4 separate regions of the Mus musculus genome follow, and regions 1, 2 and 4 are each linked to region 3. The links are chromatin contacts, called in public Hi-C, HiChIP or PLAC-seq and promoter capture Hi-C maps. All regions are on one chromosome and are shown on one strand. The core of a region is the stretch at or near the end of the contact, and the rest is flanking DNA. Distances in the headings are between cores, read along the strand shown.

Evidence for each region. Promoter capture Hi-C pulls out the DNA fragments that hold promoters and counts their contacts. A called contact is a pair of places that touch in the nucleus more often than the background predicts. HiChIP or PLAC-seq counts read pairs in DNA pulled down with a chosen protein or histone mark.
Region 1: a contact with region 3 is called in a Hi-C map of uterus, with 11 times the contacts expected there. The contact joins the enhancer-like site here to the promoter of Cdh11 in region 3. A contact is called at or near these places in 6 of 39 promoter capture datasets (the 3T3-L1 cell line, cranial neural crest, frontonasal cranial neural crest and 2 more), 13 of 484 Hi-C or Micro-C datasets (the 3T3-L1 cell line, cranial neural crest, embryonic fibroblasts and 5 more) and 2 of 115 datasets of contacts at active chromatin or transcription factors (craniofacial prominence and embryonic limb bud).
Region 2: an H3K4me3 HiChIP or PLAC-seq map of neural tube shows a contact between it and region 3, with 4 times the contacts expected there. The contact joins the enhancer-like site here to the promoter of Cdh11 in region 3. A contact is called at or near these places in 2 of 39 promoter capture datasets (3T3-L1-derived adipocytes and stem cell-derived epiblast-like cells), 5 of 484 Hi-C or Micro-C datasets (the 3T3-L1 cell line, 3T3-L1-derived adipocytes, lens fibers and 2 more), 3 of 115 datasets of contacts at active chromatin or transcription factors (embryonic forebrain, neural tube and stem cell-derived neural progenitor cells) and 1 of 9 other capture datasets (adipose tissue).
Region 4: a promoter capture Hi-C map of the 3T3-L1 cell line shows a contact between it and region 3, with 4 times the contacts expected there. The contact joins the enhancer-like site here to the promoter of Cdh11 in region 3. A contact is called at or near these places in 3 of 39 promoter capture datasets (the 3T3-L1 cell line and hippocampal neurons), 3 of 484 Hi-C or Micro-C datasets (MC3T3-E1-derived osteoblasts, nephron progenitors and uterus), 2 of 115 datasets of contacts at active chromatin or transcription factors (embryonic limb bud and heart atrium) and 1 of 9 other capture datasets (liver).

What each region holds. Positions count from the first base shown.
Region 1 is chr8:102,976,984-102,984,021 of GRCm38.p6, reverse strand. No RefSeq gene overlaps it. Among named protein-coding and RNA genes, the nearest start is that of Cdh11, 200 kb to the right of the region's middle. Within about 2 kb of position 5,566, at least 25 of the 459 cell types and tissues checked have an H3K27ac peak or open chromatin away from gene starts, as enhancers often do. A contact at or near this core is called in craniofacial prominence, palatal mesenchyme, second pharyngeal arch cranial neural crest and 1 more, where this site is marked.
Region 2 is chr8:102,529,174-102,535,682 of GRCm38.p6, reverse strand. No RefSeq gene overlaps it. Among named protein-coding and RNA genes, the nearest start is that of Gm39233, 220 kb to the right of the region's middle. Within about 2 kb of position 5,227, at least 1 of the 459 cell types and tissues checked has an H3K27ac peak or open chromatin away from gene starts, as enhancers often do. A contact at or near this core is called in neural tube, where this site is marked.
Region 3 is chr8:102,779,531-102,786,605 of GRCm38.p6, reverse strand. It overlaps Cdh11 (cadherin 11), which reads left to right and starts at 1,495. Exons shown (of 13, transcript NM_009866.5): 1 at 1,495-1,710.
Region 4 is chr8:103,028,135-103,034,953 of GRCm38.p6, reverse strand. No RefSeq gene overlaps it. Among named protein-coding and RNA genes, the nearest start is that of Gm32531, 240 kb to the left of the region's middle. Within about 2 kb of position 3,118, at least 2 of the 459 cell types and tissues checked have an H3K27ac peak or open chromatin away from gene starts, as enhancers often do.

The DNA of each region.
Region 1 (7,038 bases), core at 4,317-6,816, 190 kb before region 3:
GCTGAGGTTTATGGGGAGGGAGGGTAGGCTGAGAGGCGCCAGGCACTGCTTCAATTACACTTTGCTTGTTCTGAGGGCTTTAATCATGACCTCTTCTCAATGGATCCTTTCAGAAAGGCCAGGGGGGAGAATAAGCAATTGGAAACCCTAGTAGTAATCAGGGTCCCAGACCTCCAACTCCACTAAAAAACATGCTTGGGACATAAGATTCATCAAAGAAGAAGGCAGAAAAAAAAAACAAAACAAAACCTGGGACAGTCTAGCCATTCCTGAAGGAATCTATAGATTGGGGGTGGGATGGGAATGGAGGGTATGTGTGTGTGCTCTGCACAGCAATCATAAACAAAAATTAGAAAGCTTAGGTGACAATAATTGTGCTGTGGCTTTAATTAAGAGGTCTCTTGGGCCAGATGTTCATTGAAAAAAATTAAAATGCCTCTTGGGATGTGTAATGAAATTTAGACCCCCACAGCTAGGGAGGAGAGCCCAGATGGTGGGATGGATACACTTCAGACTTACGGGCCTGAAGCCTGAAACTTCCTGTGATGGAGAAAGGAAGAGAAGAGTAATCTGTGGTTTGGGTGGGGAGCTACAGCCTTCCCCCAGGCTATGGTATTTATATTTGCTCCTGAGTAGCCTGTTAATCAGAACACGCCTGTTTCTGATTAACACAAATAGGATGGCCAGGGACTGAGCCCCTGCCTGGTCGGGCTGGCTCAGGAATCTCTGTGCTGTGCTGTCTTGGACTTAGAGCCTCAAACATGGAATGAGGGCAAGGGCCCTGACCCACCCTGGGGCTTCTAGTCAGTAGGTTCCTGACTCCAAAGAAGTTAACATATAATTTGTTTTAGCACTGGGAAAATAGGGTGGACTGTAACATATTTTGCAAACTTTCTCCCTCTCCAGACATCTTCCTGTACAATAATGTTTTAGTATGCACATGCCATTTATTGCTGCATCACCTGCCAGTTAATAAGTGCCAAAGTGTTCAATAAGGAACACAGAGGCAGATTTTTTTCCCAAAAGGGTGAATGGTGAAAGGAGCATCCATTGTAGGTGTAACCTCCAATGGGCGCTTTCTAGAGAGTTTTCCTAGAGTATTTCATGCCACCTTCAGGAGAAGACTCTGAAGTAGATTCATATGATCTCCTTTTCCAGCAAAAACCTGAAGCTTGGGTAACTCATGGAGCTTTCTAAAGTTTATGCCATAAGAGAATGGTCGAGTAAGATGGTGTCCCAGGCAGCATATGTTTACAGATTGGTCTCTATGTCTCATATAAGGAACTGATGGAGAAAGAAATCAAAGGAAGATAAGAATGGGAGAAAGAACAAAGTTGTTAGATGTAGAAAAATCAATTGATCTCCTGTGGGCTAGAATTGTCTTTTGCTGTGAAGAACTCGGTGGTAATAAGGCAATGCTGTTTTGCAAGTACTCTACTTCATAATCCATTCAACCCTGCCATTGTAGCACAAAGGCAAACATGGATAATATGTACATGAAAGAGTGTGGCTGTCTTCTACTAAACTTAGTCCATAGAATTTGGCTTTCCAGTCCCTATTCAGGGCCATGTACAAATTCTAATATATGGAGGGTCCTTGAAAGAGAATAGATTTCAATATCTTTATTTACAGATTTACCGAGTCTCTTAGAATTTGAGGTTTGACATCCCAGTTTCAGTACCATTTCCTTTCTTCAATAAACTTATCATAGACCTGACCAATGGTACCAGCTAGACTCTGAAGAGAAATCTAGAAGTTATACCATGAACCTGTTGTCATTACCAGCTTATTTTTATTGACTCGGTTAGTACAATGAATTGAAGTAAGTATCTAGGTAAATCCTCTGTACAGAGTGTTCCAATTCTGGGCATAGAATTCTCAATGGCAAAGGATGCTATTGGACATCTTCTGGTAGCCTTGTGCCATTTGTTGAGCCAGTGCTACCCTGTTATTACTATGCATGTAACAAGACCAATGACTGTGTTTAGACAGATTTTCTTCTGACTTTGTGGTTGATATCCTCAGGGTCTTTGGTGACTATGACATATCTTAGAGATTCCACTGTCTTCCTCTATGCTCAAACCAAGCTAACATCTACCCCAACACACACACACACACACACACACACACACACACACACACACACACAAACACACAAAAGCAATTTCCAGATCCCTCATCTAAGCTCTTTGGACCTGACCTGATGGCTCATGGGATCCATAGCAAACTTAATTGATTAGATTCTCCCTCTGACAAATGTAACTAAGTATCTATCCTGAGTGTTGTTAGCTGAGCTTTATTGATGAAGAAGAAGAAGGAGGAGGAGGAGGAGGAGGAGGAGGAGGAGGAGGAGGAGGAGGAGGAGGAGAAGGAGAAGGAGAAGGAGAAGGAGAAGGAGAAGGAGAAGGAGAAGGAGAAGGAGAAGGAGAAGGAGAAGGAGAAGGAGAAGGAGAAGGAGAAGGAGAAGGAGAAGGAGAAGAAGAAGAAGAAGAAGAAGAAGAAGAAGAAGAAGAAGAAGAAGAAGAAGAAGAAGAAGAAGAAGAAGAAAGAATAGATCCCTAAAACCCTTCAGTGCTAAGGTCTCTGAAGCTACCCTGACTGCCATCCATACTAAGGGCTTGTGCAGGGCTTGGAGTCTCTTGTCATTTGAACCCATTTAATTCTATCTTTTATGACCAAATGTGTGCTAAATTATCTCAATCAATCACTTGTGATATAAAAGTGATTAATATCAGTTTGTCATAAGTAGAGAATAAAGGTAAAAGGAGACAAAAGCACAGATGCAGCAAATCCACAGGTAATGTAGAAATAGTTGGGTTTTTTTGTCTGTTTGTTTGTTATTTTTTTCCATTTGTTTTTTGAAACAATGACTCAGAACCTGTGATCAGGAGGCAGGACAGCCATGTTGGAATCACAGACCTAGTATCCACTTATGAGCAAAGAGTACGTGAAAGCTATCATAAGTGCCACAGTCCCCCACTAGCCTTACTGATGGATGCCTTGACGTTTATGATGGATAACCCATTGAAAAAGTCACATCCAGTCATGGAGTCTGATATGTTACATGGCCTTCATTTTATAGGAATCCTTACTTACAATATGGTAAATATTAGGAATTTGTATTCATTTTTTTCTCCTAAGTTGTTGCATATGGTCTACCTGAAATAATTTCTGAAGGCCTACAGAAGTTAAATATTGGAAATACTAAAATCAAAAATACAAAACATAAATAGTATACAAATATATAAAACATTATATTAACTTGGCCTTATTTGACAAAGATCAAAGTCACGAAAAAGAATGCTGTCTATTTTATTCATTGTCACATTTGGTCCAACCTTCCCTTCTAATTCTTAAAGACACAGTTTCTTTGAGATTGATGTATTTGAGATGAAGGATGTTCTGCCGATCCTTATGCTACCTATCCACTACTGAAACCATCTCCCACTCTGGCCATTGCATCTCATGAGATAGAATTTTTTCTCCGGATTTCATCCCACATATGAATGCCTTTGGGAAACCTGGAACTTAGCAGAAATATAACACTCAAGCAGTGATTTCACCCTGATTTTCACCTTTGTGTGTTTATTTGCCTATTTTACTTGCACATTGGCCTGAGGATGTGGGAGAGTAAAGTTCTCCCAACATAATTCTTTATCCTGTGCTTTCACACAGTTCTATTAGTAGCTAAACAACAACTTGTCAGAACCAAAGCCTTTATTTTTACAGTTATTCCAGGAGACCTGTGCCTGCTGGCCATGACTATAAACAAACCTCAGTATGATACCCAGTAGGCCTCCTGGTCATCTTTATCCAATCCTTTTCCTGCATCTCAGCTTCTTCAAAAATCCTATGACTTTCTTTCATTCTCTCACAGCTTTGGGTATTTGCCATTGATCAGATACCAACTAGCAGTCAAAAAACATCTGAAAATATTTTAACTCACATTTTAGGTTCCTTAAATTTGCCCATTCTTTCCCTCACCCCATATTTTAGAAGAGATTTTCGTCTTTTAAAGACAGATTCGTCCTAATTATTGAACCTACCTTCCTCCACGTTCTACAGTTGGGAATTTAACAAAGGCTTAGCACAACTATAAGAAACGGCTTCTGATTAGAAGAGGAAGTCACTAAGTGTCCCATCACAGTAATGGGAATGAGCCACAAGTACTGATAGATCAGCACTTGTCACTTATTTCTTGCCTAAGTTGGGGGTTGGCAAGCTTCAGTTATCCTTCTTTCTTCATCTTGTCCTGCTTGCTCAGTGCTAGGGTTGCTGGACACTAATTGATGTTCATGATTATACAGCAAGTACTCTTAACCTCTGAAGCTTCTCTTCATCCTCCTTGTTTCTTTGCTTAAAATTCTTCTGATTAGCAACTATTAATTGTATATATTTATGGGGTACACTGTTATAAACTAATCTACATGTGTGCTGTATAAATATTATGTTAAGTTGGTTAACATATCTATTTATATCTCATTTCACTAGTGTTTGTTTAATATGTTTGGTGAAGATGGTAGAAATATATTCTTTTACCAAGTTTAAAATCTGGAAGTCTAAGGCTATATCATACACCAGATGACTGCATGGAAGCTAGAATGCATATCCCGTTCAAGGTTCACCAACTCAGGAAGTCAAGACAGAAGTTTGGTTGCCTCAGTGCATTTTGTAATACTCTCCTGTCTTGCTTCTTTGCATGCCAACCCCTGTAGCCACTGAACCGGACCACACGAATCTGAGCCATGTGCAACATCCCACGTGCACTGGGATTTGTTCTTATTGGGGAAATCTAAACCTCTCAATGCTTTATACAGAAGATTTGGAAAGGGCTGTTTCTCTCTTCTAGGCAACTATAGCTTTAGTTAAGGAAAAGAGAAGCGACTAGAAAGCTCCTGGAGAGTCGTGGCAGGGTCTGTTTGAAGTGAGAGCAGCCCTAGCAAATGTTAAGACCTGTCAATCACATCATGAGGTGGGCTTGTTAATGTGTGAAGTACTGAGTCTTTAATAATTCTGCAGCGAGGCCTGGAGGATTTGTAGAAGGAAACGGTTTTGAAAGGATTACTGAGACACCTGGCAAATAGACCATACCAAAACTCACTATTCTAAAAGGTAGTTCAGGGTCAATGCTAATAGAGTTGAAGTCTTACCTTTGCTCCGTATACTTACGGTACCTCAGGAAAGCCGCTTTATTTTGAGTTGTGGGCTATTTTTTGTTGTTGAGACCTTATGTAAAATGTTGAAATCACTCTGGTCAAATGTTACACTTGAGAACAGATACAATATCACAGAGTAATTGTATGCAGAGTACAGATCCAAACCTTCTTCATATATCTACATGGTGTTCAAAGAGCAAAAAAAAAAAAAAAGTTATGATTTTGTTTTGAAGCTTCTCTCTCTGATGTTTTACTTAACAGAGCTTCTGTGACCTCTCCCCTGTGCAGAAAACATCCACATTGTCCACCACAGAGAAGAACACTTAAACCACTGGCCAGGCCAGTGGAGACAGGATGTCCCTGTTGTCTCGACATCTGGCCACTTCAGCATAAGCCTCTAATTTTCTGTGGCTCTTTCTTGGCCTTCCTTCAACAAGGGAGGGTGGTGTGGATAATGAGCCCCATCTGTGAGGCAGCTGGGTTCCGGAGTCCGTCCCCCCCCCCCCCCGCCTTCTCTGTGACTTTGAAGAGGCCATCCATGTTCTGCCTGGAGGTCTTCCACTGTGGCCAGCGTCTCTGTTCTTTATTAGCAGTTGGGAAGAACACTGAAATGCTAAAAGGACAAAGTATATTAAGGTCCTATTCTAGGATGTGCTGAAACACACCAATGCGGAGGCTATCACTGTGGAAGAGCGTCTTGGGCACAGATAGTACTGTGCTCACGTTCAAAATGGTGTACATTTTCTTCCATTACTGCAGAACATGTTGTGTGGCAGATGAGAAAAACAATTGGTTTAGAGTCATCATGGGGGCTTAAAATTTAAGTTTTTCTGTGTGTAATTCTTAGTAATTCTAAATTCCTGGTTAATTTGAGTAGTAAAAGAGTCTACAGAGAAGCTTGAGTAATATCTTAGCCCTAAATAACCTTTACTTTATTTTTAAGAACAGAAGGTAATAGTTAAGCTAGACTGGCTTATTTTAAGATCTTAAAAACCAACTGACCTCTGTAAACCTAGAGGCTTCAGCATCGAAACAATGAAGTATACATAATGCTTTCCCTTTGTAACTTTTACTTTAAAATATATATTTATTTTAAAGAATAAATGAAAACTAAAATTGGTATAGTGGAGCGTCCTGAGATAGTGAAATACAAGTAACCAATGTGAACTATCTCTAGTTCTTCTAACAGGTATCCTTGTTCATGGTAAAAGCACCATCCAGCATCCTTACTTTTCATGCTCCTATTTACCTATGGAATTCTCCAAGGATCCAGTCCTCTGTGCTGTGTTGTACTGACCTGTTGCCACGTAGATGTTGCTAAGTGGATTGTGTATGAATGTGAGGACTTGCTCTATACTTTCCTCATTTGCCGAATGGGTCAGAAACAGAAATGATTCTGGCTTCACAGGCTAATAGTAACCAGTGAGCTTCTGCTACTTATCGATTCTGCGTAGTTACCCAAATTGCTTAGTTTTGCTGAGCCTCCATTTTCTTATATACAAAATGGACATCGGAAAGAAAAATGTATTCCTGCCGAATAGAATGTAAAACACTCCCGAGTGTACCTTGAATGTTCTCACCTAGTACTAACTTAAACTCTTTCAAAGCTGATTACTGTCTACCCCCCGTGTGTGTTTGTGTGTGTGTGTGTGTGTGTGTGTGTGTGTGTGTGTGTGTGCATACACATGTGTAATTTAGTTTGCCTGTGGTTATAATAACTTAGCAGTCAGGCCAATAATCTAATCAGAAACTGGTGACAGTGAGCTTGTAAATGTTTATCAGCTGGCCCTGTAGGAGGGTATGGAAGGTAATAGCTCTGACTTGTCTCTTGTGCCAGATTCTGTAGCTTAAATCCTCTCTTGAAGGCTGATTTCAAGTGACC
Region 2 (6,509 bases), core at 3,978-6,477, 250 kb after region 3:
GTGGCTAGCTTCTCTCTCCATCAATCTTGTTCAGACCCCACACCTCCCCCACTGAGTATCTCTCAACATTGAATGTCTGGGACTAGATTTCAAAACCCACATAATGAAAAAGTCACTTCTACAAACCTAATTTTGTTGTCGTTTTAAGTCAATTAATGTTAAAAATTTGCATCAACTATTTAATTCATGAGGAGCTTTCATATTAAAATTTAACCTTAAGATTCAACAGCCTTGTGCTTTTAAAGGAAATGTTTTAGAGATGTCTGAGCTCACTTTTACATGGTGGCACTACTGCCCTTCTTAACATTGTGGTTTTACATCTTAAGCAGCCCTGAATTTTGAAATGTAGCCTAGTTTGGGATTCTGCAACTATGACTTTACGGGGTGCCTCAAATCAAAACTAAGAAAAAGTTAACAAGCCTTCAGAACCTTTAAATAAGCAATGCCACTTTTGAAACTAACATGTTTGTGTGTTTTTTTTTTTAACTCAACTTTTTTTTTTATTATAAAAGGTACACTGTTTATATTTAAACAACAAAGAAAAAAAAAGCATCTACACACTTAAAAAATTAATTCGATATTCCTAAATCTATTTTAACTCATTTTAAAATACTACATACAGAAGCCAGAATGCAGAGTTAAGAATGGAGGAAGTGGGGAAAAGAAAGGGACCACAAAGAAAAACACTTAGACAATTACTTGTCTGTTGTGGGTAAAGCAACCGGAATCCTGGGATACAAGAAATCAGTAAGAACTTTGCTCATAACTGATATTTTCCCCTCTTGTTTGTTTTTAATAACTTCCATATGGATGCTTTCTGTATGCTCCCTTCACTGGCCTAGCTGGAGGAGCCTTCAGTGATGGCCTGGTCCCATTCCAGTCATCTTGTCTGTACGTTTCGTAAGAATCTTGGAGCTCCCCATGTCCATAGTCATAATACTCCGACTCCCCTTGACTCTGGCTGTAATAGCCTTCATAGCCTTCATAACTCTGTTCTGCATATGTATCATCATATCCATAATCTTCATATGTTTCTGGCCCACACCTGCACCAGGAAGAGGCATTTTTAAGGTTATGAGAACCTTTGAAGAAGAAAAAAAAGGTCTTATTCTGCCTCTGAAATGGGAAAATACGAAATGTATACTGAAGACCAGACTCATTCATCATAGGCTACCTCATGTAAAGGTCCAATTCTATCTAGAACATGAAAGTCTACTGTGGTTGCCCTTGGTTGCATCACAGAGGTTGAAAGTAAACAATTGATGAAGATACTTTGTACTTAAGATACAAGCCTCAGGAGGTCCAAACTGGATCTGATCTGAAGGCCTCTTCCCAGAAGACTGATTTTCATTGTGCTGGAAGCTATTATGTAAGCTCCCAACACATAGACGCAAACAAGAGTCATACCCAGCTGTGATATCAATGATCCATAACAATGTCTAGCATGGCTAAATAGCTATCAAGAAAGTGTAGCTCTTACTCGTCATCAAAGAAGCATTTCTTTACAGCACACAGAAACTATCTTAAAAAAAAAAATCAAGGGCCAAAATGCAGAGATCAACTGATAACAGGGTATGTAGCTATAATGGATAGATCTACAATACAATTCCTGCATGTAATTCTTAGAGAATATTTTGAAACCTGAGCCAGAACATCATAAAAGTCAAACGATCCGGAAATCCTTTTTGAAGTTGTGCTTGCTAGGAATAACTGCTAAGTTTCCTCCATGGTGCCTGTACAATATAGCTGTCTAAACAAGACTTGAATAACTTCATTACCAACAGGCATGCTAACCTGGAAATGAGAATTCACACAGTCCTCACTGTAGAGAAGAAACCAAGCAGACAATGAACGTTGAGTGGGATCAATAATTTCTCCAGCAATGAGCCTCTTAATTGGTTATCCCATAACATGTGATTAGCGCTGAAATCATTTGTACATAAAAGCAGCACTAAGTGGATGGAACAGATTGTATTTATATATTTATATGCATATGTGATAATACTAATTAAAGAAAAAGGAAGCATGAAGCTGAACGGGAGCACTGCAGGGGCCTGGGAGGAGTTGGAGTGTGGGAAGGGAGAAGGAAATGAGGTAAATAATACTTTAATTTCAAAAAGAAAAAACTACATGTGAAAGTTAAACTGACGATGTTTCTGGCTCAACCATAATCACCTCTGAAAGGGTTTCATAAAGCCAAACAGACCCTGGGATTGTTATATCCCAAGGCTGTCGGTCTATATCCTAACCCGGTAGCAGAATAACATAGCATCGGCTGCAAGAACATTGATTTCAGAGGCATGAAATATGTGAAATTTGGAGTGACATGAGATGTTTTCCATGTTTGCAGATAACAGATGAACGAAGGCAGTATAGGGCAGGATAGGAGCCAATGCAGAGGAACCTTGGTGGCCATTACACAAAGGGATGCTGAAGCCTAGGGTACAATGGAGAACACAAAATGTTGCAGATGCTACATTCATGGGATGTGTAACAAGGAAGCTTGCATGCATAGAGTGGAACTAACACAGGAGAAAGCTTTTATGTGCTTTGAACAACAGAACTTGGGAAGTGTGTTTCCTCAAGGCCTGTGGAGAGCACTCAACTCCATTATGAAGCTCTGGTGTTGGGTATGGAGCTATAGCACTTGGTATTTTATTTCCTGAATTTCAATCTTGGTTTCAATCTTGTTTTTTTGTTTGTTTGTTTTGTTTTGTTTTGTTTTGTTTTGTTTTGTTTTGTTTTGTTTTACGAGACAGGGTTTCTCTGTGTAGCCCCAGCTGTCCTGGAACTCACTCTGTAGACAAGGCTGGCCTTGAACTCAGAAATCTGCCTGCCTCTGCCTCCCGAGTGCTGGGATTAAAGGCATGTGCCACCACTCCAGGCTTCAATCTTGCTTTAAATAGTCATTAATTAATATTCATTGATTTTTTATTTTTATTTTATTTATTTATTTATGTATTTATTTATTTATTTTTGTGTGTGTGTGTGTGTGTGTGTGTGTGTGTGTGTGTGTGTGTGTGTGAGGTGAGAATGTTTACTGTGGAGGTGAAGTGGTGGCTCAGCGGTTAAGAACACTGGCTACTCAGCCGACGGGGCGGGGTTCATTTCCCAGCATCCACATGATGGTTCACAACTATCCCTAACGCCAGTTGCAGGGAAGCAGGTGCTCTCTTTTGGCCTTTACAGGCCCGAATAAATGGATATAAAGTTTACAGGTATGAATGTAGTGCACAGACACCCATGCAGACAAAACCTACACATAAAATAAAATAATCAAACATTCTCTAAAATGAAAGAATGTTTACCATAAAATTAAATGTTGGAATCATAAAAATTTTTAGTTCACAGAAACTTACATTTGACAAATTGGATTTTTAAAGCATTGGAACTGTTCATGACTATGAAGATTTTCACTGTTATCTTCAGTCAATTTACATTTTATGATGGGTTGATGTTATGGGAACAAACTGTAAAACAGTTTTGTAGTAATGCTTTGTAATGTCAGATTAAAAAGGGATTAAGTTATGATGGTTATTCAAAATTTTCAACTTGATAAGTATTATATGAGGAGGGAGACTGTGCAGTAGTATCATCATTGACTTAATGGAGATAAAAGGACCCCTCCACTCTCAATGGTTAGTACTACACGAAATGGAGAAAATGAAATAAGTACAACTGTCCATCACTCTTATTGACTGCAGATTCTATCTGTTCAGCTGCTTTAAGTTCCTACTGTCTGGAATATTCATAATCAATTGAATATACCTATGAACTGTGAGCCCAAAGTAACCTTAATCACGTAGGCTGTAATTTTAAAAGATTTATTTATTTTTATATTCATTGGTGTTCTGCCTGCCTGTCTGTGCAAGGGTGTCAGACCCTCTGAAACTTGATTAGAGACAGTTGTGAGCTGCCATGTGTGTGCTGGAAATTGAACTTAAGCCTTCTGGAAAATCAGCTCGTGTAATTCCCACTGAGCTATCTCTCCAGCTTCCCCCTTCCCCCAGTAAGCTGCACTTTAAAAGGTACGTTTATCACAGCAATATGGATACAAAGACAACAATAGTCACCTAAAGATGAAGGATGAAGCCATGCCTTTTTTGAAAACGTCAGAATAGCTCTACTAATTTGGAATTCAAAAATAATTTAAAGAGAACCTCAAAAAGGATAACTAACAAATTGGACTACATTAGTTAAATTCTGTAAAATATAATGCTTTGGAGAGTGGAAGGTAAGTGTATAGGAGTAGTATTGCATGCACTATATGTATACGCCTGTGACACTATACAAAAGCACTTGACTGAATTAAAAAGTCACCAAAAATCTTAAGCAGTTTCTTCATTTTAAAGATACTAAAACATCTTCTAAAATTAAAAAACAAAAAACAAACAAACAAAAAACCCCAGTGCTTAACCTGTCAATGAGGAAATAAACCTTAAGATGGAAAAACAAACAAACAAACAAACAAACAAACAAACAACCCGTTGCTACTGTGCATGTCCAAGTGCATAAAATAATGATGGCAGAGAACCCCAAACGTTTTAGGACCAGGAACAGCTGGAGTCTCACAAGCTGATGGTTAGAGTTTCATGCTGTGAAATCCTTTCTGAATGATGAAAAGAAAAACTTTAAAAAAATCTTAAAATTAAAAGTTAAATAGTGACAAATATGCCTTGTGATCTATTTTAGGATTCATAGACTTGCATTTTTCTGTTCCATATTAATCAGATTTAGAAATATTTCTATTAATAGTGTCTCTCTCTACAATATAATATATATGTAATACAATAATAAAGAATGAAAAACAGTGGTGGAAGTCATTTTAGAGGATATGGAAAACAGCAGTTATTTATTTTTTTAATTTATATGAAGCACATTTAAGGGCTCTGTCTTCAGAGAACATGACATGCCCATTTAAAAATATTTATTCCAGGCTATTTTAACTCAAGGGGATTCTTGAACCACATTGTGAGAAATTATGTAAGGAGGCTTTCAACTCTGATATCGTGAAGATCAGCAGGCAACTAAAAGATCAAGAAATCAGAAAGCCATGAGGCCGGCTTCAGTGAGCTTGCTCTTCAGAAGTTAGCATGGAAAATACACAGTCCTGGTGCCGGATGCACAAAATTTCAAAGGGACCTGCCATGCTTGGAATTTTCTCCACTTGATAGATTTACGGGTGTTTGGGAAGCAGGGAGGACAGATGATGAAACCTGTTGTGTTTGGCTAATCGTTAAGTTCACCAGGAAAACCAAACTGGGAAATTCTCCTTTCCTCCTGCTGCCTCCCTGTGGAACATCTGCTGAGGTGACATCTGCTGCGTTGACACATCTGTATTGCTTGATATTTCACTTTAGTTTTAAAGTTACCATGAAAGTAATGGCTTTCATTACAGCATTTCCACAACTCACCTTCTTGGTTGTGATAATTTATCTTCTTTTTAAAATAATTTGTGCCTTTTACACATTTTTGGCTAGTTTGTCTAGAGACGGTCAATCTTGTTTGTCATTTCAGAGGACCAAGTCTGTGCTTGATTAATTATTCCATTTAACACCTTCTCTGATCTTTTAAAACTCTAGTTGCCCATCACTTTGTACTTGGCTTGGTTTTGCTTTATTTTTGATCCTAAGGCACATTGCGAGATTACCTGAGAGCTCAGATTTCTTTTCTTTTTTTTTTAATCTTTTTAAAAACTGGATATTTTCTTTATTTACATTTCAAATGCTATCCCCTTTCCCGATCCACCACCACCACCAGAAAACCCCCTATCCCATTCCTCCTCCTCCTGCTTCTATGAGTGTGTGTTCCCACCCACCCACCCACTCCTGCCTCCCTGCCCTCACAGTCCCCTACACTGGGGCATCGAGCCTTCACGGGACCTAGGGCCTTTTCTGCCATTGGTGCCCAACAAGGCAGTCTTCTGATACGTATACACCTGGAGCCCTGGGTCTCTCCATGTATACTCCTTGGGTGGTAGTTTAGAAACTGAGAGCTATGGTTGTTTGATATTGTTGTGAGCTCAGATCTCTTAATGTAAACACAAACAGCTGGGAATCTTCCTTTCAGATTTGCCAAAACTATATCTCAGAATTTCTGGTAAATTGTCATATTATTTTCATCTGAAAAAAAAAAAAAAACCACATTTTTTCCTCCTTGGATTTTTCAAAGGCTTCCCAGTTCATTCAGAAGAACGTCGATCCGTGTCTAAGCTTTTAAAAAGTGCACCTTTTGTGGGTTTATTTTTCTTTCTAATGATTAGCAGCATTATTCTAGTACAATCTAAATAGGTGCAAGAACCTATTTAAAGTGTTTTGGATTTGTTAAGGTTTGTTTGTGGAGAACAATGTGATCAACTTCTGAAAGGTCTCTCTGGCTTGATGAATTGAATGTGTATTCTAATGTTCATAATAGCTAAGCTTTGAAGTTTCTATATCAAATCAAAACCTTGAAATCCTGTCTAAAAAGGGCACTGATTGGGGGGAAAGTATAATTTAGGGTTTTCAGGT
Region 3 (7,075 bases), core at 246-2,745:
TCCTGATCTCATTTCCAGGAGCCCGACGGGGACCGTTGATCTGTGAGAGTTCCGGGTCCCCAGGACTGGTGGCTAAGTGCTTTGGTGGTGGGATTCAGCCACCATTTGTTCTCCCTGGGTTCTCAAGTGCCCTTCCCATGCGCTTTGGGTCCTGGCGCTCTCTTCCATTGGTGGCCTCTTTTCTTTTTTTAACTTCTGATTCCTGTTAAACTCCCCCTTTAGGTCTTCCTGCTTCTGCTGCATAGTCCAGCTTTTGTCCCTTGTCATTTTATTGTTCTTTTCCTGAGGTCGCCACTCCCAAGCCACCGCGACTTTCCTCAAAAAATCCCTTTTTATCCTTCGCCCATTGGAAACTCTACTTCTGCTCTTTCTAACATCTTCCAGACTGGAAACTTGTCCTAATCCAAGGTCCCCACTGAAGCATGGATCCTTAGTTCCCAGTCACGGTGCGGGTCCCCACGCTGCTCTAGGTAGGAAGAGCGCCCCGCCCCGCCCAGTCCCTGGCGCTTTTTTTTTTTTTTTTTGAAGATCCAGTTCTTCTGCCCAGACACTGTAAAGTGGACAGGAATCAGGTTGGGGTATCCTTTGCTGGGTTCTCGTGAGAAAGATATAAACAGGGGGCTGAGTCAGGGTGCGGGTATTCTTCACGTAGGCCCATCCTCTGGTCGAATGGCATTCTCTTTGGGGCCTTGAGGGGCTCTGTGGTGTCCATTCTGGGAGGCAACAAGTGAAACTGCCGGATGGGGGTGTTGCTTGTAATTGGCTGGAACAGAAGCTAGAGACTCTGTCCTGGTGGGGCTGACCCTAAAGAAGGCTTTGCATGTAGGGTAGAACAACATTGAGGAAAAACTCTATTCTTCTCAAGTCCGAATGCCCCTGTCTAGTGTCTTCACCGATTTCCCCGCAAGCGGATTTCTCAAAGGATAGATACCGGGATGCTGAAGGTTCGTGGGAGAGGGCACTGGGCAGGAGTGGTCAACGTGGAGATATTTTCAGAGTGCTAACTGATAAAGCCTAGAATGCGCTCCCTAATTCCGGATTGCCTCCCCTACTTGGGCAATGCCTTCCATCCAATCCATCCTCCGGCGGGCCGGTTGAGGCCCTAGCTTGTCCAGCTGGAGCGGATTTCAGGAAAAGAGGAAAATGGGGGCTCTCAAGCCCTCTCCAGCTTCCCTCCGTCGTCCTTCCTGATTGGCTGTGTATCCCCGGAGCCCAACTTCAGTCGCTCCAGACTGTGTCTGAGCCCCCACAGGAGACGGAGCGCTGCGACCCAGGGCAGGAGGGGCGGCCAGGCCACCTATTCCTGGGTTTGGCATCTCTCGGGGCCCCAGGGGGGGAGGAGCGCCGACAGGGTAGGCATCCATCGCCTCCTCCAGGCCCAATTCTCGGCGTCTAGCAGCCTCGGTTCCTCTCCGCCCCCCTTTCCCTCCCAGCGTCGGCCTCCCTCCTCCTCCCCCCTCACCCGCCCGCCTGCCCGCCACCTCCCCCCGGTTTCTCATTCCTGCCACTAGCGCGCTCCGCGGCTCATTCCGCGGCCGCCGCCAGCTGAGGGGAGCGTCGCGGGCCGAGGAGCAGATGCCGCGGGGGCCGCTCGCAGCCGCCGCCGACTTGTGAATGGGACTCGGACCGGGGCCCGGGCTGACACCGCTGCGCTCGCCCCGTGCCAGGGACAGCCGGCCAGGAGGTCGTGTCCACCCGCAACGGCCCCAGGTGAGGCGCTCTGCTCGGCTCTAGACCCTATCTAGATGGGGCTTCTCGGAGTAGGCAGAAAGGGGAAAGAATTGCTTCTGAAAGAGACTGTTGCGGAAGGGGGAGGTTGCTGGCTGATGGAGATCAGTAAAGCAAAGCAGAAGGGCTTTTTTTTGGGGGGGGGGTGAGGTTAAAAATCAGAGAAAAGGGAGGCAGCCTGCTGTGGACGCAGGCAGAGCAGGGGTTTGAGGCGCCAGATGTGCGCTCCCCGGTTCTTTGATTGTTGCCCCCCCCCCGGGGTGAGGGGCTGTTGCACCAAGGCTTCAGCACAGGGGGATTGCTTTGGGTTGGGGCAAGGAACTGCAGAGCGGAGCTCTGGACACGCAGACTGCTCCCGTGATGTCTCTAGGGAAAGTCGACCCCTGTGCGGTGCCCGCCCGCGCTGCGCCTGTTCCCCAGACAAGATCGCTCTCTGCGGGGTTCCTAGAGGGGATCCTCCCGCGCCTTCCTAAAGAGCTCCCCTAGACCCGGTGCCTGTGTAGAGAGTGCGGTCGAAGCCCAGAAGATAGCCGGCGGCCGGGAGGGAGCGGCGATTGGATTGGCCGCACTTTGATAGTGTGGGTCGGGGGCTGTGGACTGCGGCTCAGAGGCTGGGGGTTGCGGTGTGAGCTAGCCCCTCCAGCCCCCGCCTTTTCGGGGACTTCAGTCACCTATCCTAACCTCCCAGTGATGCAGGGAATGCTCTGTGAGCGGCTCAGACTCAGACTAGACTCGGGCTTGGACTGGAGGAAGCTTTCTAGGGTCAATGTTAACTTTGAGAATCAAACCTTCCCGGAAAGCCTGCGCCTCCTCTCGGAGCGCTCCAAGCCTCCACTGTTTCCTCACAATCGGCCTCCCTCCCTGTGCTTGGCCTCCCAGCCGGGATGTGCTGAGAGCAAGGAGCAGCGGGAAGCTGGAGGCTGCGGGAGCATCCAATTCCCCTCGCAACCCAGCCTAGCCTTGGCAGGGTCTTTTCGCTCCTGGTCCCCGGAGAAAGTGGGACCCAGGAGGCTTCCTATTCTCTCTCTTGCCAAGGCCCGGATTTCACCCGGGCTCCGCACTCCTGCCTTCAGCGGGTGAAAGGTTCGCTAGATGTTCGAAGAAGCCCTGTTGCTTTTTGTTAATAATGCAGCAGGAATTTCACGGGCTATCGCACTGCTATGAAGAAATTGCATCTTCTAATTATTTAACGGTGCCGTTTCTGCATGACGGAGGGTCGTCCCTGAGGGCTGGGAGTGGGTTTGTTAATGAAAGCCTGGCACTGCAGGAGGGTAGAGATTTGTCTAAAAGTCTCCCCTTCATTTTTTTTTTTTCTTCAAGAAATCTTTAACGATGGCTCCCGAATCCTTTCCTATTTTCTCCTGATCGGTCTTATCTGTGGACTAGGAAGCAGTAAGTTTTGGGTTTAATCACAGAAAGCAGTGATAATTAATCTGGCGAGAGGATAGATCAATTTCCTTATCTCTAGGGCTCGTAGCAGACGTCCAGGGGTTTGCGGGGTGTCTGGAATTTCTGGGGACCGGTCTACAGATGTGTTCTCAGGACCGAGGATCCCTCTCATCAGCATATTAACGAGGCTGAACTGAGTGCGAGCGCCTTTAAGGGTAGCAGAGAAAAAAGAGAAGGGACTGGCCTTCATTTCAATAATGTTGGAATTGTTTTCTCTCATAAGCAAGGAGACAGAGCCCCAGAACCTAGAAAGGGATGCTCAACCCCAGCTGCAGGCAGCTTGGTCTTCTATCAGAACAAAGGAATAAAAGTTACAAAACAAAGGGACATAGCTGTGGCCAGTACTAGAGGGACCCTGAAGCCACAGGCACATTAAGTTCCTTAAACAATCTCTGACTCTTAAGTTTTAGGGTTGGCCAGTTAGGCCCTCGTATTCGAACCCTCTGTGCAAAACATCTATCCTGCCTAGTACAAAGGAATGTGATCAGCACTCAGAAGAGACCAGACAGAGGCATCTAAAGGCCAGGAAACTTTGCTGGGTGGAACTGGGGTTTGCATCTTGCCTTCTGAGACAAGGCATTGCACCCCAACAAACATATTGAAGTCCTTGGAGTCTATACTTGTATCTTTAGTAGCAAGCAATGGTTACTGACACTCTTATAATTATTAGTTCTATATGTCCTGATTGGGATGTCATATGGAGAGAGAGAGAGAGAGAGAGAGAGAGAGAGAGAGAGAGAATGAGAGAGAATCTTCATCTCTGGAGTGTGTGTGTGTGTGTGTGTGTGTGTGTAAACAATTAGGATAATGGAAATGAGATGATCTAGTCTTGGAAATTTGTTTAACGTGGATTTATTGCATACTAGGAAAAAAACAAAAGCAAAAAGAAAAAAGAAAGAAAAGGAAAGAAAGAAAGAAAGCCTTTAAAAATAGTTTTTGTGGAAACACTGGGCCATCTTGATAACACTCCAGAATTTACATTATGTTCGGAACGCTTATCAGTGCACCACAGCAAATTACTAGAAACTTAAATTCTATTTTCAATTAAGATGCAATCTTTTGTTAATTTAAATAAAAGTAAAAGCTACAGCTCTCTCTCTCTCTCTCTCTCTCTCTCTCTCTCTCTCTCTCTCTCTCTCTCTCTCTCTCCTCTCTCTGGCACAGAACTCATATTTCCACATTTTCTGTGGTGGCTTCAGAATGTTTATTTGTGGGAGAAGGGTGCAGAGTTGGAGAGCTATGTCATCATTTGGGGGAATGTGGATCAATTTCATGCCCCTTTAATGCACATGTCTTCATAATTCATGGTTTTTCTTTCACTTTGAATAGAATTACATGGCTGCTTTGTCAGGATTCAGGTTTGGAGACCCTCATATGGAAGGGAATCACCACGACATTGACTTCATGGTTTGATTTACAGTCACAAAACCTACACTCCCACAAGCTCTGAGTGTCTGGAAACCTTTCCTATAAGTGCCAATAACCTAGGAATCAGACAATCTACATAGACTTTGATCTACAATATGTAAATCTATGTTTCCGAACCACCTAAACAAGGGCTACACATCTGATTTTAGTCTTCAACCCCAATGCTTTTATGTTGAAAGCTCAAAAGTCTGCTATGTTTATTCGAGCCTATTTTCAACACTGACTTTTTAAAACTTTGATTATTGTGTGCCCATTTACTGACTAATAATTACAAAATACACTTCATGGAGTTGAGGGGAGGCAGTGAACTTTTTCTCTTACAATCAATTCCCTGAGAATTGCTATGAATTTCTAAGTATTCCCTTAGAAATATTCATTTAATTTATATGCTCACTAGTGAGTGATTTTACTGCATCAAAATATACATGCAGTGAATTTCTCCTTTATGAAATTGGTCATTACTTCATCAGACGTTGGCTAATGTATCAAGAGCTCACATTCTTTATTTATAGTTTGAAGACGTCAATGTTTCCACTTCAGAGTTAGTGCTCCAGAAATATATAAAGATATCTAGCCTAACTAAAATTATAAGTTAATTTTTAATGGAAAAAAAGGAACAAAATCCACAGGTTTGTTGGAGGAAGAAAGGAAAAACAGGAGAAAGTTGGAAACATTTTAATTTCCTCGTCTGCATTCACCAGTCCATCAGAATGACTGTGATGGTCATCTAGAGTTTCCACTCTATGTTGGAAGGACTAAAGAACAGAGTGAAGGAGGATAACTAAACATCTTTCTGCTTTACATTTGCACTGACATTGAGAGACTTGTGCATCTATGGGAATGGACTCCTTTGCGGAAGATTGCGCTTTTGGCCACTAGAGGGCAATGGTGACCTTCTCCAACTTTCGACATGGAGCCCCTCTGCTTTTTGAGGGCACCGTGAAAAGCAGTTTTGTTACTAGTCTTGTCTGCACCTCTGCGAAGAGGCCAGATTCCTGTCTCCGCAGCTCGGGCTCTGCTCCGGTAGATTGTGTGCATGACCGTCTTCCGAGTGGGAGGATTTGTTACCGGCAGTCTTTTCGTCCTTCTTTGGACTTTGCTAGAAAGTTGGGAATTTTTGTGACTTGACATTGTCTAAGACAAAGCCTGAGGATTGGGGTTGAGCCGATGATAAGCTAAGGTTAGCTGTCACCGAGGCAGCTATGTGCCAGATGTGCACATGTATGGAGATGGATGAATAGGTGATGCTGATTTTGTTTGTTTGGGTAGGAAGAGCATTTTGATTTGGGAAGGAGAACGGGATGAATTAGAAGTGGGGGAGGGGAGTAGTCCTGATGTGTATTTAATAACATTACCTCTTCTTTCAAGAGGTTTTAAAGACATCTGCGAGACACTTGCAATCTGCAAAATAAATAAATAAATAAATAAATAAGTAAGTAAAATAAGTGCAGTTTAATTTTTGGTAAACACTTTGGAGTATGCAGTTTTAATATAGCAGCAGATGTTTTACTATTACTCTTAACTCATCCCTGATATTGCTGTATAAAACCTAACTTTATCACAGAATAAAATTTAATTCAAATTTAGTCCTCAATCACTGGGGTTTAACCATTAAGGGTTATTTCTTTCTTTCTTTCTTTTCTTCTTTCTTTCTCCCTTTCTTTCTTCCTTTCTTCAGTGATACGGACAGGATAGTTTATGATTAAATTGCATATTTGGGGCTGTAGAAACTTATATTTGCTACTGTTTGGTGGTGTCATTGCTACCGTTCAGAAGAACTGAAGAACTAATGCTATGTCATAATTAAGAGGAAAAATCTATTAAAAATAAGTACAGCTTTAAGTGGATAGTTCTGCATTTATTTATTTATTTATTTACCGAATAGAGTTGCTTCCCTGGTAGTTCAGCAGTAGAATTCTTAGCAGCTCTGAGCTGTGTTGGAATTTGTGGACATTTGATGGAGATGGAATCAATGCAAATGGATTATGGGAGGGACTATGAAGTCACTTAGTGGAAAGTAAGATGAAGTGTTTTGTAAACTGGTGCTCACTCACCACCTGACAGTTGATTTAACTTCTAAAGAAATGGCAATTTTACATTTTCATGGCTCTCGGATAGTGCACATTGGAACTGTAAACCAATTTTCATTGTCATTTGGTTTAGTGGGAGGGCATTTGTAGACATCTGGGATACTTCCCTATAGAAACTGTTGTTCCATAACCTAACAGTTAATTGAAGTTCAAGTCAGGCAAAATATTTGGTACCTAAGGATGCTAAATGAGAAAGGACTCTGATGGATAAGGGGAAGAAATCAGAGAGGGCATAAGAGAAAAATGGGGCAGGGTTATCAACTTTCTCTAAAGTGCTCTCTCTTATTTTTCTTGGATCTTCCAAAGTCCCCAGGTAGAACATTTTGGGGGCTGAGTCTGGAAGTTTCCATAAACGACTCTTCTGCCAGGGAACAGGGCAT
Region 4 (6,819 bases), core at 1,869-4,368, 250 kb before region 3:
GTTTTATAATATGCCAGATATTTCCCACTTACACAGCATACAAGTGTGATTCTTACTTCCTGGGATTCCATATCTCCTCCCATTTTCAAAATGCAAATACATTCTATCCCTTTCTTCAAAAGTGACTCAAATTTTAAATATTTAAAAGAGCCTTCCATGAGCAATCTTTCTAACACTCACAGCTGGTTTTTCTTGCTGCTGTCCTCAACACACTTCTTTAGAATTAGATTTATTACACTGTGTATTGTATCTTTGCTACATTTCTCTCTTCCATTCCTACACCTATTCTTTGATGGAACACTCTCATTTATTTCCTTCTTGTGTGGTAGTCTCTACTACTTGGCATGGAGTAGCAGCTAATTAATACTTCATAAACCAGCTTCAATAGAAAAGAAAAGAGAAGTTTGTGACTCTGCATTTATTTTAAACGAAGACATTCATTTTTGAGTTAACACAAACATTTGAACGTCTTGCTATGGATGCCTTAGACATTCACTTGCACAGTGCTCACCCATGCAGCCCCTGGACCCTTACAAACCATGCTCACTTGTATAGCCTTAAAGAAATGAGCATCTCTTCTCTGTGGACAACTCTGGCAGAAACATCAGGTACACCCATTACCAGAAATAAAGAAGATGTAAAAGAAAAATGTGAACAGAGAAAGAGAGAGGCATGTTGTAATTCATCATCATATGAGCCCTGGCACCTCGTTTATTGTACATTAAGGACTACTGATGCACATTTTTTTAATGACTTGGAACTGAAAATATTCTGTCTGGTTTTACTCCATCTGACACCACTCTTGCACCCTGTAGACAACTTGCTTAATTCTTACTCAATGTTTTTTTTTCTAGAACTGTCCTTTTCTATTTCTTAAGCGATCGACTGGGGCCTCTTCATTCTCAATTGCTATTGCTGAGACATTGAATCTGTCTTTCCTCAGAGACTGTCAAGGCAATCCTCCTTAATCAACAGGAAGCACTAAAACCAAGGAAATGTCAAAGGGTGCCAGCAAGCTTCCTTTGAAGCTCATCATCCATGTAGAATGGCCTGACATCTAATGGGCAAGCAATTACACCTAATAACTTTTAGATTTGTTCTTCAGAGTCATATATCTCTCAAAGCACCAGCCATAGGACCCTAATAAGGTGTCTCACACTAGAACAAACCTAAAGGAAAGTCTTGATATATTCTTATAATTATCACTTGGTCCTCTTTAGTTTAACTTTCTAGAATAGTAAAGTAATAATGATAATAATAATAACAGTAATAAAAGGTAAAATTACATTATCTGAGCAAAATAGGAAAAAAATCACTTTCCAGCTAAGTCTATACAAATAGAATCAAATAGAATTTACTTGATGATTTTCCAGGATTTTTCTTCCCTCCTGCCAAAATCTAATCAGTTTTAAATCACCTCTTTATTTCTCCTTGTTCTAATTTGTTTCTTGGAAGGGTAAACCCACAGAGTTTTCAAAACAATCTTTGGACCTCTGTCTTCCTTTGCCAAACCCCCTGGGGTCTATACCTTCAATGTCAGCCATCCATTTCCTTTTTAAAAGTAATGTTATTTTTATATTGAGTCTAGAGAAAAAAAAGAAAAAAGAAAGACAGAACAAAGGAAAAACGTCAGATGTAGAAAGATTAGGTCATATCAAGCTAAGCATGGGAAAGGGAGATAAAAGACAACAGTGGTAACCTGGCTCTTTCTGAACTAATGATCATGTTCAAGATTATCTTTACATCCTTTGGGTAGCCTGCTTTAGCTATTCTTCATGAGCAGAAATGTCACTGGTATAGTACTTTCTCTTTTTTAATACAACAGCATCAAGGATATATTTTCAATGGAGAGCAAGACTGTAGATGGTAGTCTGCTATTTCTCAAAGACAAATTATGGGAACTGCAGGCGCCTCAAACACGCCTATTGTCCTGAAAGAAGTATGAAGTATGAAACTGTGGAGCGTTTTATTGGACTACTTTTAATGGAGCCCAAATAACTGCTTCCCAGTCCCTTGTTGTTCCCACTGTGAGAGGTGATGGGTATCTGCTAACTCAAGTTTTATTGTCACAGCAGTGCATACTGAATTCATCATGATACTGCCATGATCCTTAGTGTGTGTGTGTGTGTGTGTGTGTGTGTGTGTGTGTGTGTGTGTGTGTGTTTAAAGATTGGCTTTCCTCAATGGCATTTGAACTTACACACTTCAACAAATAATAGTGTTTACTCCAATTATTTGTTGGTCTCTCCAAAGAAATGCAGACAAATGCAGATGGATCTCTACTGAAAGTCACGTGAGTGCTTTTATAATTGTAGGCAGCCAGGGACCTTGACAAGATAGCTGTTCATTGACACTGAAGGAATCTTAGACTACTCCTTAAAAAAAAAAAAAAAATCTGTTTTCCTACTTTTATATTTTCACACTTAATCCCTAAACGTTTTACGTTTTATGTGTTAATTTTAAGAATTTTATTAGCATTAATCTCAATAACATCTCTTGTCTCGGGTTCAGACTGGAACTTCCTTTAGTCCCCCCTCTACAGTAGTTGTCCAGATCAGTATAAGGACTGAAGCCCACAAGTGTGGTCATCATTACTGTCCCCCACGCATTTCTCTGGTGTGTGTGGGGGGGCAGCATTTTTCTGGTGTGTGTGTGGGGGGGGGCAGTGTGAGCGCTTGCGAGCACGACTGTGCGCGAGAAAACAAGCATGTTTGGAAGACACAGGTACACCAAGAAACAGGACAAAGAAATTGGGAAGGAAAGGAAGAAGGAAAGAGGGATGGACAGAGGAAATGACCAAGAAAAAAAGAAAAGAAACAAGAAAGAAAATGTTGAAACAAAGGAAAAGCTATTCTCAGCCAAAGAATTTGTGAGTTCAGCCAATAAGCTATTGCCTTTCTTCTTTTTTTTTTTTTTTTTTTTTTTCTGGCTGCATAATGTCAACAAGTGATTCCTATAATTTTCCTTGGCACCGAAATGAGTGCTATATTTTATTACTAGATTTCCCAGTGGTTTTGTCCCTGTGAAAAAAAGAATGCAGTTCACTACCTCTCCTCTTTTAAAAAAAACATGGCCTCAGCAAACCTCTTCAAACAGGGTGAATATTTCACTGGCTGTTCTCCATGTTTGCTTTTGAACATTCCCCATGTCTCAGCTTCCTCCTGCTACTCATTGGGAGCCTGGGAGCCCAGTCCCTCAACTTTGTTCCTCCAGGGAAAATTATCTTCTTTTAAACCATTTCCTATTATAAAAACCATCATTTTGTTTTGTCCTTAAGGAGAAACAGTGATAGAACAGTGTTAAGGTCTCTCTTTCCTGCCTCCCTCCCTCCCTCCCTCCCTCCCTCCCTCCCTCCCTCCCTCCCTCCCTCCCTCCCTCCCTCTCTTCTTCCCTCCCTCCTTCCCTCTTTCTTTCTTTACATCTGTTTTTCCTCATTCTTACTGTCTCCCCTCTCACCTTACCTGACTTCACTCTCTTCTCCTTCCTTCTGTCCCTTCATGCCTTTCTTCCCTCCCTCCTTCCTTTCTACTCTCTTATTTGAGAGTTACTTTAGATAAGTCATTTGATCTTCTTGCGTTTTATTGTTCTCAGATGAAAATACCACATGTGAAGGTTGAGAGTACCATTTCTTTCTTCAAAAAACTAACCTTCTATGCATACTTCCAATCTCCATATCTGATTGTTCTCTCCATCATTTTATTGTAGAAAGTTGTGGTTTTCCTTACTACCTAGTCTCACTTCTTATCACTTCTTTTGGTTTTCATGAGTGCCATTGTGGTATATCTGGGCATAATTTTATTTGCATTTATCCTGCTGGAAATTGGTTTTTACAACCATGAAGTTCACTGACTTGGAAAAGGTCATTATCATTATAAATGCTTATTTCTCCCCAAATTCTTCCTCCTTAACTCTAATCTGTTCAGTGTTGCCCCATAGGTTCTAAGCTTCTGTTCTCTCCCCTACACTATCTTGGCCTCTGCATCTTTTAGTTTAGATAATGTTATTAATTCATCTTTATGTTCACTAACCTTTTCACTAATCATCTATATTCTGCTATTGAGTTCATCCACATGAATGAGATATTGTATATTTCTGTTATAACAATCTTATTTGTACAACTGTACACAAATATATAAATATAACTGCAGAGTCCATGTTTGTCATTTGTATGTATACCATTAGGGCTGGCTGACCACTTTGTACTGGATACATAATGATAATAAAGAAAAGGAGTCTATCAATTCAAGAGAGAAGAAGCATGGAACGAGTCGACGGGAGAAGATTTACAAGCATGTTGCAGGGAGGTAAAGGAAGGGGAGAAATGATGTAATTGAATTTTAATTAAGATGTATAAAATGTAAAATTTATTTGGCCTATGCTCATAATTCTTTGTTTCGTTTATTACATATTCTTTTCCCATTTATTCCAAGGGTATTAATCCTGATTTTTGGCAAAGTAGCTCACTTGTAGATTACTGACCTAGCTTGAGCAAAGCTATGATTCAACCTTACAATTGCATATGAAGCGCATACATGAATTGTAAAACCCATGAGCAGAGTGAGAAAGAACTAATCATCATGCCACTGCACACGGCGCCATCTCTTCATCAAGCCCTTGTCTGACTCCCACACCCAGGTTTTCTTAGATTGGGATCTACTGTGTTTGTTTTCCTTTATCAGAAGTCAGTACTTTTATTTATTTGTTTGTTTATTTTTCTGTCAAGCCTCAGTGGTAAAGTTTGCAGGCTTTGTGAGCCATAGGGCCCTTGTTGTAGCTATTCACCTCTGGTCTTGTAGCATGGATGCTGAAGACACTACACAAGGGGAGGAAGTGGTGCTTGCTGGTCCAGCAACACTTTAGGCATACACACTTAAACTTGAATGACATACAGTTTTCACATTTCACAAGTATTCCTCTTATTTCCAATTACTTATATATTTTAAAACATTATCTTACAGTTTTAAAAACTGATTTGGGGGATTGTGCTATGAATTAACCAAAGGCAAGAGGCTCACAATATAGCACTGCTTAGTGTATATAGCATAATCCAAAAATAAACTGGCCTAAAAGGAAATCATGAGCAATTCACAAGGGCAGAGCCAGCATTGAACCCATGGGTGAGATCTATACTGCTGTGTGTGCCAGTGTGGCTAATAAGAATGTTCAAGGGACAAGAGAGATGTCTCAGTAGCTGAGAATGAGAGGCCAAATCTTTTAAGTTCAGACCACATTTTAGAGAACCTGACCTAAGTTTGAACTCAGGTAAACTAACAGGATGTTACAATGCATTCATTTCCAAGATGACCCCTAACAGAACGCAAGCCTAGCTCCAGTCTCTAGGTTAATTCTCAACAAGGCCAGAACTATGTTACACCCTCAGCCACACCAGCTTCTTCAGGTTATTCCCCCAACAAACCTGCACCCCTGGGTTCCAAGCCTACCCCCTGCCTAACAACCACCAATGCAGAGAGGAGCAGAAATTAATTTTATCATATGACTCCCAGCACCAACCAGTTATGTTAAAGGCCACAGTAGCTTTCCAATTAGATGTTCGCACAAGATACTCCCTGCTTTCTGCTTACTGTAAAGCCTTGCCCCTATAGACCCTATAGACATTTGGAGCTCCCCCCCCCCAAACCATCCCATGTGACAGCAGTGTGTTGGGGGTGGAGCAAACTAGCTCAAATGGAATAAAGACCCTGCTGTGAGTTGCATCAGATTGGTTCCTGTCTGTTTGGGGAGATCGGGGGGGGGGGCAAATAACTACATTTCCCTGGCACAACCAAGAACTTATGTGCTTCCTGCTGAGGACTTGAGTTCGGTTTCTACCATGAGCAGTTCTGCTGTTTCTGACCTCCTAGGGCACACACATGCACACATATAGACATACACATAGTTAAAAATCATGAGATAAGCTATTGACTATTTCCACACACACAGACTGACCTTGAACCAATGCTGTGAAAGAAGGATGAAAACTATAGAGAGAAACAATGTGGCTTTCTTTTCACTCTCTTCCTAGCATAGGGTTCCGGCCTCAGAGAGCGCTTTTTAGTGGGGTCCTTTGTGCCCTACATCTCTATAAGCTGTCCCTGTAGAAGTGCTATGATGTTGCCTTGAGCATAGCCAGAAGAAAAAAGAAAAGAAAGGAAAAGAAGAGAAAAAAAAAGAAAGAAAGGAAGGAGGAAAAGAAGAAAGGAAGTAAGAAAGAAGAAAAACTGGCTTTCCACCTCCATAAGGATCCCTTTTCTGGTGAAAGAAATTTTGTAGAAGTGCTTTGTTCTCCATGTCTTTTTTTCTAGTCTTGTTCTTGGCTCAAAACTGGAAGCCAAAGGAGAAAAACACACCCCTGCCATATTGATCATTCCTTAACTTCTAACTTCTCTTCCAAATCAACCTATGTGGTAAACTGTTAATGGATCTCAGAGTTCTTTTCTGTATTCAGTCTGTAGATTTTCATTATAGCCATTAGCAGAGATGGGGTGTTGGGAAGTTATTGCATTTTGGTTAGAGCAAGTAGAGCTTGTTTTCTCTTTTAAATTAATGAGAAGATTCTAGTGTGAGCCTTAAGTGTTTCCCAGAAGCTCAATGTTAAAGAGTTAGTCCACAATGCAACAGTGTTTAAAGTGAAGTCTTTGGTTGGGGGATGATTGGATCATGAAAGCTCAAATTTTTACAGCAGTTTAACTCATTCATATATTCATAGATTAATGGCCCTAGTGGGGTGTGGCTTTGATATAAATCTCTGTCTTAGCATTTGAGATTCTCAGCCATATGACCTTGCCACCACAATATTCTGCCTTGCTATAGTTTTCAAAA